Regions from separate parts of the Mus musculus genome. Here regions 1 and 2 are each linked to region 3. The links are chromatin contacts, called in public HiChIP or PLAC-seq and promoter capture Hi-C maps. All regions are on one chromosome and are shown on one strand. Each heading gives the region's core, a stretch centred on a gene start, on an enhancer-like site or on the middle of the called end of the contact. The rest is flanking DNA. Distances are from core to core; before and after follow the strand shown.

Region 1 (2,700 bases), core at 48-2,547, 280 kb after region 3:
TGTGTTGGTTTTCACTTTCTACCATATGGGCCTGAGGTAGTGGGCTTCAGTTGTGGGAGGCTTGGAGGCAAGTGCCCCACGTGCTTGCTGCCCCTACACCATATCCCAATCTGCCTGATTTTTAAAAAAGGTGTGTGTGTGTGTGTGTATGAGAGACAGACAGACAGACAGACAGACACACATGGGGGGTGGGGAAGGGAGTGTTTCTGGGTATTTAAACTTAGGTCCTCATAATTGTGTGACAAGCCCTTTATACACCAAGGCATCTCCCCAGCCAGGTGGAGGCCACAGAGGAAGATGACTGTCTGTCTGTCCCTTCTGGTGACACTGCAGCTTAAACCTAGTGTCTGGTATGTGTTAGGCAAGCACTCTACCACCGAGCTATATATATCCCCATCCCCTCTAACTGATATTTGGTAAATCATGGCATAGCATGGCATGGCACATTCACACTCTGAAAACCCTCAGATAGTAAGAATGCCTGCTGGATATGGTAGCAAATATCTAAAATCCTAGCACTTGGAAGTCAGAGACGGGAGGATCAGGAGTTCAGCACCAGCCTGCCTGAGTTATAAGATAATGTAAGGAAGCCTGCTTTGCATGGAGAGGCATCTTGAAAAAAAAAAAAAAATATATATATATATATATATATATATATATATATATATATATATATATATATATATATATCAGTGGGTAACACAAAATCTGAGGGGTTAATACTACAGGTATTTGAGTTTCAGCCACAAAATTCAGATTTAGCTGGCCTCAAGTATGAACCATATACCTAGATTCTAAATTCCCCAGGTAAGTTAGTGTGAAGCCACCCGAAGACCACCAGACTTACACTTTAATCCAGCTCCCCCTTTCTCTCCTTTAAAGTCAACATAAAATCTACTACCTTAACACACAAAATTCGGGGACACTTACTGCACTCACTAAGTCGTTTGACATCACCACTATTTCCAGAATCATTTTATTGCAAACAGAAATTCTGTTAAAACCTTAACTCCCATTTGGACTCCCCCAGTCCCTGGTAACCTTTCCGCTACTTTTTATCAGTATGGTTTTACCCATTAGAGACTGCCCCATTTCCCTTTATTACACTTGGCATGTGTTTACTACTGTTAGTATAGGAAAAACCACAGCCATGATTTATCAAAACAAAACAAAACCCTTGAAAAACCCTGACAGCAGACGCAATGTTTTCTAAGGAAAATGAATCAAATGCTGTGACTAACCCTTCCTGACGAAGCATCTGCTGTGTGGACTATTTTAGAAGGCTTTCCTGAAACTAGTGAATTACTGCCCAGTTGCATCATTGCTCCAGGGACAAAGATGGCCCCAGTGAGAATACAGAGGAGGGCAGCAATTTCAAGGATGCAGGGAGAAAAACCACCCAAAAGAGAGGTAGAGTGAACCAGTTATCCTGGGCAGGCTTTTTAGAGATGATTCTGGAATTCCTTCCATAATAAGAGTCTTTACCATATCCTTTCAAATACAGCTCTTTCCAAAACGTACAACTTCTCCAGAATATGGAAGTCCTATCCTACTCAATTGTGGCAATGAGAACTAATTAGTTGGTTGGTTTGAAACTCACTATGGAGACCAGACTGTGCTCAAATGTAGAGATCCACCTGCCCTGCTCCTACCTCCCAAATGCTGTAGTAAAGGCTGTGAGGCTTCTCCTCCAAGGAGACTGTTTTTAATATGTGGAAAGTCTTCAGGAAAGAATGGTTTCTGGCTCCAGGTGCCCCTGAGAACTAGCAGCAGGGGTTGGCATCACTGAACTGTGCCCTGTGCCCCCAACTCCACATCTACCGATCATACTGGGCACCTGAGAAGCACACTTGATCCAGCATACCTAGAAAAACTTGCTAACACGACCTGCCAATTTTCTGAAAAACAAGGCATTCACAGTTGTATACACTTATAGTCTCTACTACCTGGGAAGTTGCGGCAGGAGAACTGCTTGAGCTCAAAAGTTCAAGACCTTCTGAGTATGGTGGCACACACCTTTAATTCTACCACCTGGGATGCAGAGGCAGGTTTGTGTGTTAACGCCAGCCTGATCACACAGTGAGTCTAGGATAACCTGAGCTACATAGTGAGTCTCAGTTTCAAGGGCAAAAAAAAAAAAAGTTCAAGTCAACTCTTGGCAACATAGACCCCAACTCACCCCCCCAAAATGGATTATTCTGCTAATCCTTATTTTAACCTTCTCAAATTTTTATGTAAGAGTGGTTTAAAAAGAGAATTCTTTTTTTCCTCATCTTCCCCCCCCCCGCCCCATGTGTGTGTGTGTGTGTGTGTGTGTGTGTGTGTGAGAGAGAGAGAGAGAGAGAGAGAGAGAGAGGAGTGAGATGCTTTTCATGACAAGGTCTCATACTGCCAGACTGTCCTCAAACTTGTTTTGCAGCTGAGGCTGGCCTTGAGCTTGAACTTCTGGCCCTCCTGCCTTCACTTCACCTCCTAAGCACCGAGGTTACAGATGTTCACCATTGCCCTTGGCCAAGAATTATACATTCAAAACAAAGCAAAAAGAAAAACCCAAAGAACAACAGCAAAGCCCTGACACAGCTCTGCTTCTGAATTCAGGGCAGTCAGCTCTGCATGGAGTTCAACTGCTCCGTTCTGTGATGCCCATCTACTTGCATGAGCCAATTTTCAGTGTTTAAAGAGAAAAGAAAGGGGAGCCAG
Region 2 (2,700 bases), core at 132-2,631, 470 kb before region 3:
TAGTTGAAAGTGACTTTTCAGCTCTTAAAACTTTTGGAACCAGGTCTAGTAATCTGATGGTTTCCCATTCTTTTAACTGAAATGGTTATGCTATTAGATATGATATCCATGGTTAGAATTTTGTCCTGCGGGTAAATAGCTTTTGTTAAACAGCAAAACATCTTTACTTTAACAACTTAACATCTCTAGAACTTAGTTTCCTTAACTGTGAAGTAATTTATCTGTCAGAATTATTGTAATAATTTAAGTCATATGCAAGAACAGTAAAGTGGATAAATTACTAAAGAACAAAAGTATTTTAATTTTACATACAAACCTTTTGTAACCACCTAAACACCAAGTTGATAGTTTTATGTGGCAGTGATTGTTCAAACATCTGGTTACACAAGCATCTGGCTACAGATACGTCAGCGTAAATACATACTTCACACTCTTCCCATATTTATTACCCTTGTGTTCTATGATAGACACAGCACACATAAATACTTACCCTAAATAAGGAATCCATGGCAACCAAAGTACAGATACCACCAAAGTTCCAACTTGGTGAACAAGTGAGTTTTATAGGACTGTGGGTGGGAGGTTATTTACAGGAGAAGAAATGACTCAAGGCAGCATCCTTAGGCCCACCTCAGCATGGGCGACAACTCACAAAAGCTGGAAACGTAGCATACAGCACAGGCTGTAGGAAGCTCAGCAGGTTGGAAAGTGTCCTTTTCATGTGACTCTGGTCTAAATCTCTTCTAGACAGCTCTGCTGGCTTCTGCTGCTTTCAGGCAGCTGGTTGGTCTCAGAGTCTTTTTAGTAGCTTTTTCCTCTGAGAGTCTTCTCTATAGCTCAGATTGTTTGAGTCTTGGCATCTCTGTTCCTGTTACTTAATTTGGGACAGAAGGGGCCTAGAGAATCTGGTCAGTTTTAGGAACTTCCTAGAGCTATTTCGAGTTATTTTCCTTTCTTCTTAAGGAGCTTCCCTGCAGGATGGATTGCTTCTATATTGGAGGAGATTGTTGCACAACATTCCATCTCTTCCTTTGTCTCTTACATACTTCCCATCCCCTCTTCTACAATCATCTCTGAACCTTGGAGACAGTGTCTTTGTTAGGCTTTCTATTGCTGTGAAGAGACACCGTGACCAGGGCAACTTTTATAAAGGAAGATATTTAATTTAGGGCTGGTTTACAGCTCAGAGGTTTAGTCCAATATCGTCACGGTGAGAAACATGGCGGCATGCACACAGACATGGTACTGGAAAAGAAACCGAGAGTGCTACATCTTGATCCACAGGCAGCAGAAGTGAAAGTGACACTAGGCCTAGTTTGAACAACTGAGACCTCAAAGCCCACACTTCCTCTAACAAGGCCACACTTCCTAATCTTGCCACCCCCTATAGGCCAAGCATTCAAACATATGAGTGTGTGGGGCCACTCCTATTCAGACCATCACAGGGTGACTATATAGTTCTACTGTGACTGAGAAATAGGCCGCTGTGCCACAGTTACTTGTTCTCAGGAGCTTCGTCAGCGGTTATGTTGAGGCTGACAACAGCAGTGATCTGTGGGCATAAATACACATTTAGAAGGCAGTGTGATGGGCATATCACATCCATCATAAAAAAAAAAAAAATTCCTCATCGGGACCTGTGACCTCAGTAGTCACAGGTTTCTGTCTTGGCTTATGTATCAGATGTGAACTCCCTCTTCTGAAGTGGGCCTTAAATCAGTTGGAGGGCTGTTCTAACCCACAGTAGCCAAGCCACTATTGTACAAGTAGGCACATCCTGCCCAGCATATGGTATTTCAACTCCTAGGGTCTATAGCTAGAAATGAAAAATTATTTTAGTAAGTTCATTACTATTAATTACTAGGAAAAGAGATTAGAGAACTTGATGATAGCTCAGTGAAAATTACCTAAACTGAAATATAGGAAGAAAAATAAAGGGAAAAATGAATAGAAAACTTGAAGCCTAGGGAAACACATCATAGTCTAATGTATCTGTAGTGTGACTCAGAAAGAGAGAAAAGGAAATGGGACAAAGTATTTGAAGAGATCAAAGGTCAGCTGCTGATACCAGGAGGCTAGTGAGCTCCGGTGAATGAGAAGTGTGAAGCACATGTACACTAGCCTTGTGTGTCATGTCGCTAAAGCCAGAAAGAAAGGAACCACAGAATGCACAGCATACTAGAGTCAAGGAGATAGAAGGAAGAATAGCAGTTGCTGTGATGAGTGGGTCATTATCATTGTCAGCTTAACTGGATATAGAGTTACCTAGGAGACACACCTCTGGATATGTCTGTGCGGTTGTTTCTAAAGAAGATCTAGCCTGAATGTGGGCTCAGGTTCCCAGTTGGAAAGAAAGGTAAGAAGGAGAATGTGACCATTGATCCTTCTCTGCTTTCTGACTTGGGAGAGAAGGTCACAGCTGCCTGATACTCCTGCTGCCACAGCTGAGGCCATTTTCACTCTTGTGCTCAAACTGTGAGCCAGAGTGAAGCCGTCTTTGTTTTTGTTTTTTGATTTTTTTGTCATAAGAAGTAGGCAATAAGAAAAACAACTAATAGAGAAAACTGATTCCAAAATGTGCCGCTGTTGCTAGGACCATCTGGCCATGTATTCTAGGTTCTTTGGAACTGTTGCTTGTTTGAGGCAGGGTCTTCCTTTATAGTCCTGGTTGTCTTAAAACTCTGTAGACCAGGCTGACCT
Region 3 (2,700 bases), core at 71-2,570:
TTTTTAAAAAAATGATTTAATTTTGTGAGTATACGTGTGTGCCTGAGCATAGATATGTACTCATGTTCATGCAGGTGCCTGGAAAAGCAAGAGGAGGGCATCAGATGCCCCGGCCCTGGAATTACAGGTGGTTATGAGCTATCCAACTTGAGTGCCAGAAATCAAACCAAGAGCACACAAGCTGAAAGTGCCCGTAACCACTGACTCGCCTCTCTAGCTCCCCACCTCCCCCTTTAAAAGAAACTTTTTAAAGGTTTATTGATTTAATGTGTACGAACGTTTTGCCTGTGTGTATGTATGTGCACCATGTGCCCCTTGGAGGTTGAAAGAAAGTCCTGGATCCCCAAGAACTGGAGAAGGGAGAGTTCTGAACAGCCACATAGATGCTGAGAACTGAATCTAGGTCCTCTGCAAGAACAGCAGATGCTCTTAACTGCTGAGTCTTCTCTCTGAGCCCCACTCCCTTTTAAAATGTAACCTAGGCTGACGCTGAACTTTGCAGGTAGGTCTGGCCTGGAGTTTCTAATACTCCTGCTACTATCCTTGAGTGGCAGAGGCATCAAACGTGGTTTCTCTCAAGACTCCGAAGCCAAATTTGGTGCTCAGTGGGCCTTCTTTGGAGCATGTATAGTCATAATTTTTAAATTATAGGAAGGGCATGGGGGTGTAGCTCCGTGGTAGAGTGCTTACCTAGTTTGTGTGAGGCTATGGGTTTGTTCCCCCAGCATTGACAACATCGCCTCATTTGTTCACTATTTTATCGACAGTTCCAGGTATATCAAGGCAATAGTTAAAAACATTTGCTAAAGAAGGGAGGATGGTGTCAAAGCCATAAACTTCCTCCACTAACCACACAATCCTAGGAAGGGTTTCAAGTTCCTTGTTCTCAGTTAAACACTGCCGTTTCCTTACCTGGAAAACAACGTAATTTAGGAGAGTCGGTATGGCTTTTATGAAAGTATGACTTCCTACTGAAGCTGGAGAGACATCACCTTTACAACTCTTTTTTTTTTTTTTTTTTTTTTTTTTTTGTGGTGGCACACGGCTTTAATCCTAGCATTCCGGAAGAAGAGGCAGGCGGATCTCTTGAATTCCAGGACTGCATAGTAAACTCTATATCAAAAAAGAAAACTCTTTGTTAATCTAAATATGCTAATTCATCAGACAAGCAAATAACTTAATCTTAAACGACGTAACCACTCTTAAATTCTTTTAGATAACCAAGAAAAGGTGGGGCTTGCCGTCACTATTTTGATAGGTCAGAGGGCGGAGCTTAACTCAGAACGTAAATTCCTGAGCCTAAACACGCGAGGGGACCCATTTACGGCCGGACCAAGATGGCGGCTACCAGTGAGGGGCCGCTGTTTGCTGCGAGTATTGAAAAGACTTGGGGTTCAGTCGTTCGTTCCCCTGAAGGGACACCCCAGAAAGTTCGGGAGCTGATAGATGAAGGAATTGTCCCGGAAGAGGGAGGCACAGAACCGTGAGTCATCTAGGCTGTGAGCGCTGGAGTGGCTTGGGGAGCAACCGCTTGGAGCAGGGGGCGGGGGACGCAACGGGTCCCTTCATCCGTGACTTGGTGGGCGAGGTAGAATTCTTCCTGAGCTCTGAAGAAGGCTGGCCTTCTCTGTTGCTCGGCTTCGGTAGCTTCTGGATGTACCTGATTCCGTATCACCAGCGAAATTTTGTAATAAACCTTTTTTTTTTTTTTTTTAAATTTATTTATTTTACATATGAGAATAGCATTGTCACTGTCTTCAGACACACCAGAAGAGGGCATTGAACCCAATTATAGATGGCTGTGAGCCACCATGTGGTTGCTGGGAATTGAACTCAGGACCTCTGGAAGAGCAGTCAGTGCTCTTAACCACTGAGCCATCTCTCCAGCCCTTTTTTTTTTTTTGAGAGAGAGAGAGAGAGGACGGTCTTAAAGGTATAGAGCAAATTACACGGGATTGTAAATGAAGCAATCACACAGTAAATAGTTAGCAAGATAGTAAAATGAAATTATGTGATAACATGTCGTTTCCCTCCTTCACTCCTTCCTTCCTTAATTAAATAGTTTATACTGGGCTGGGAATTAGATAGCTTAGCGTGCACTCAGCTCAAGATTTGATTTCTAGCACTTTATTAAACTGGTAGTGGTATCATACAACATTTATTTATTTATTTATTTATTCTTGGTTTTTCAAGACAGGGTTTCTCTGTGTAGCCCTGGCTGTCCTGGAACTCACTCTGTAGACCAGGCTGGCCTGGAACTCAGAAATCCACCTGCCTCTGCCTCCCAAGTGCTGAGATTTCAGGCATGCGCCACCATTGCCCGGCATCATACAACTCTTTTAAGTTCTTGGAACTCTCCGTGCCAGGCTAATTTGAGGCCCTGTGACCCGAGAGAGGTGTAGAGAAGAGGGAGAGGAGAAAAAGAGAGTTAATATCTAGTAGCATGTCTACAAACAATCATAATTTTGAATTAGTAATACCATGAATACTATTTCAAAATATAGTCAGCCTTAATGTGAATAAATTTTTTTCTCTTGGTGACAAATTCACAAATATTTTTCTTTCTTTCTCTTTCTTTTAAATGTATTCATTTGTTTTATGTATGTGAGTACACTGTAGCTGTCTTCGGACAAACCAGAAGAAGGCATCAAATCCCATTACAGATGGTTGTGAGCCACCATGTGGTTGCCAGGAGTTGAA

What was found. Promoter capture Hi-C pulls out the DNA fragments that hold promoters and counts their contacts. HiChIP or PLAC-seq counts read pairs in DNA pulled down with a chosen protein or histone mark.
Region 1: a promoter capture Hi-C map of 3T3-L1-derived adipocytes shows a contact between it and region 3, with 2.9 times the contacts expected there. The contact joins the enhancer-like site here to the promoter of Zc3hc1 in region 3. A contact is called at or near these places in 10 of 39 promoter capture datasets (the 3T3-L1 cell line, 3T3-L1-derived adipocytes, the HPC-7 cell line and 5 more), 12 of 484 Hi-C or Micro-C datasets (the 3T3-L1 cell line, the AML12 cell line, the C10 cell line and 5 more), 1 of 115 datasets of contacts at active chromatin or transcription factors (embryonic stem cells) and 3 of 9 other capture datasets (adipose tissue, embryonic stem cells and liver).
Region 2: an H3K4me3 HiChIP or PLAC-seq map of bone marrow-derived macrophages shows a contact between it and region 3, with 4 times the contacts expected there. The contact joins the enhancer-like site here to the promoter of Zc3hc1 in region 3. A contact is called at or near these places in 1 of 39 promoter capture datasets (hippocampal neurons) and 3 of 115 datasets of contacts at active chromatin or transcription factors (bone marrow-derived macrophages, embryonic basal ganglia and embryonic limb bud).

The regions. Positions count from the first base shown.
Region 1 is chr6:30,106,243-30,108,942 of GRCm38.p6, reverse strand. The region is part of intron 6 of Nrf1 (nuclear respiratory factor 1); the gene reads right to left. Among named protein-coding and RNA genes, the nearest start is that of Mir182, 58 kb to the left of the region's middle. Within about 2 kb of position 1,297, at least 29 of the 459 cell types and tissues checked have an H3K27ac peak or open chromatin away from gene starts, as enhancers often do. A contact at or near this core is called in 3T3-L1-derived adipocytes and bone marrow-derived macrophages, where this site is marked.
Region 2 is chr6:30,854,787-30,857,486 of GRCm38.p6, reverse strand. The region is part of intron 9 of Copg2 (coatomer protein complex, subunit gamma 2); the gene reads left to right. Among named protein-coding and RNA genes, the nearest start is that of Gm38781, 30 kb to the left of the region's middle. Within about 2 kb of position 1,381, at least 25 of the 459 cell types and tissues checked have an H3K27ac peak or open chromatin away from gene starts, as enhancers often do. A contact at or near this core is called in bone marrow-derived macrophages, where this site is marked.
Region 3 is chr6:30,389,640-30,392,339 of GRCm38.p6, reverse strand. Zc3hc1 (zinc finger, C3HC type 1) reads left to right here and starts at 1,320. Exons shown (of 10, transcript NM_001311086.1): 1 at 1,320-1,483. The coding sequence starts at 1,338.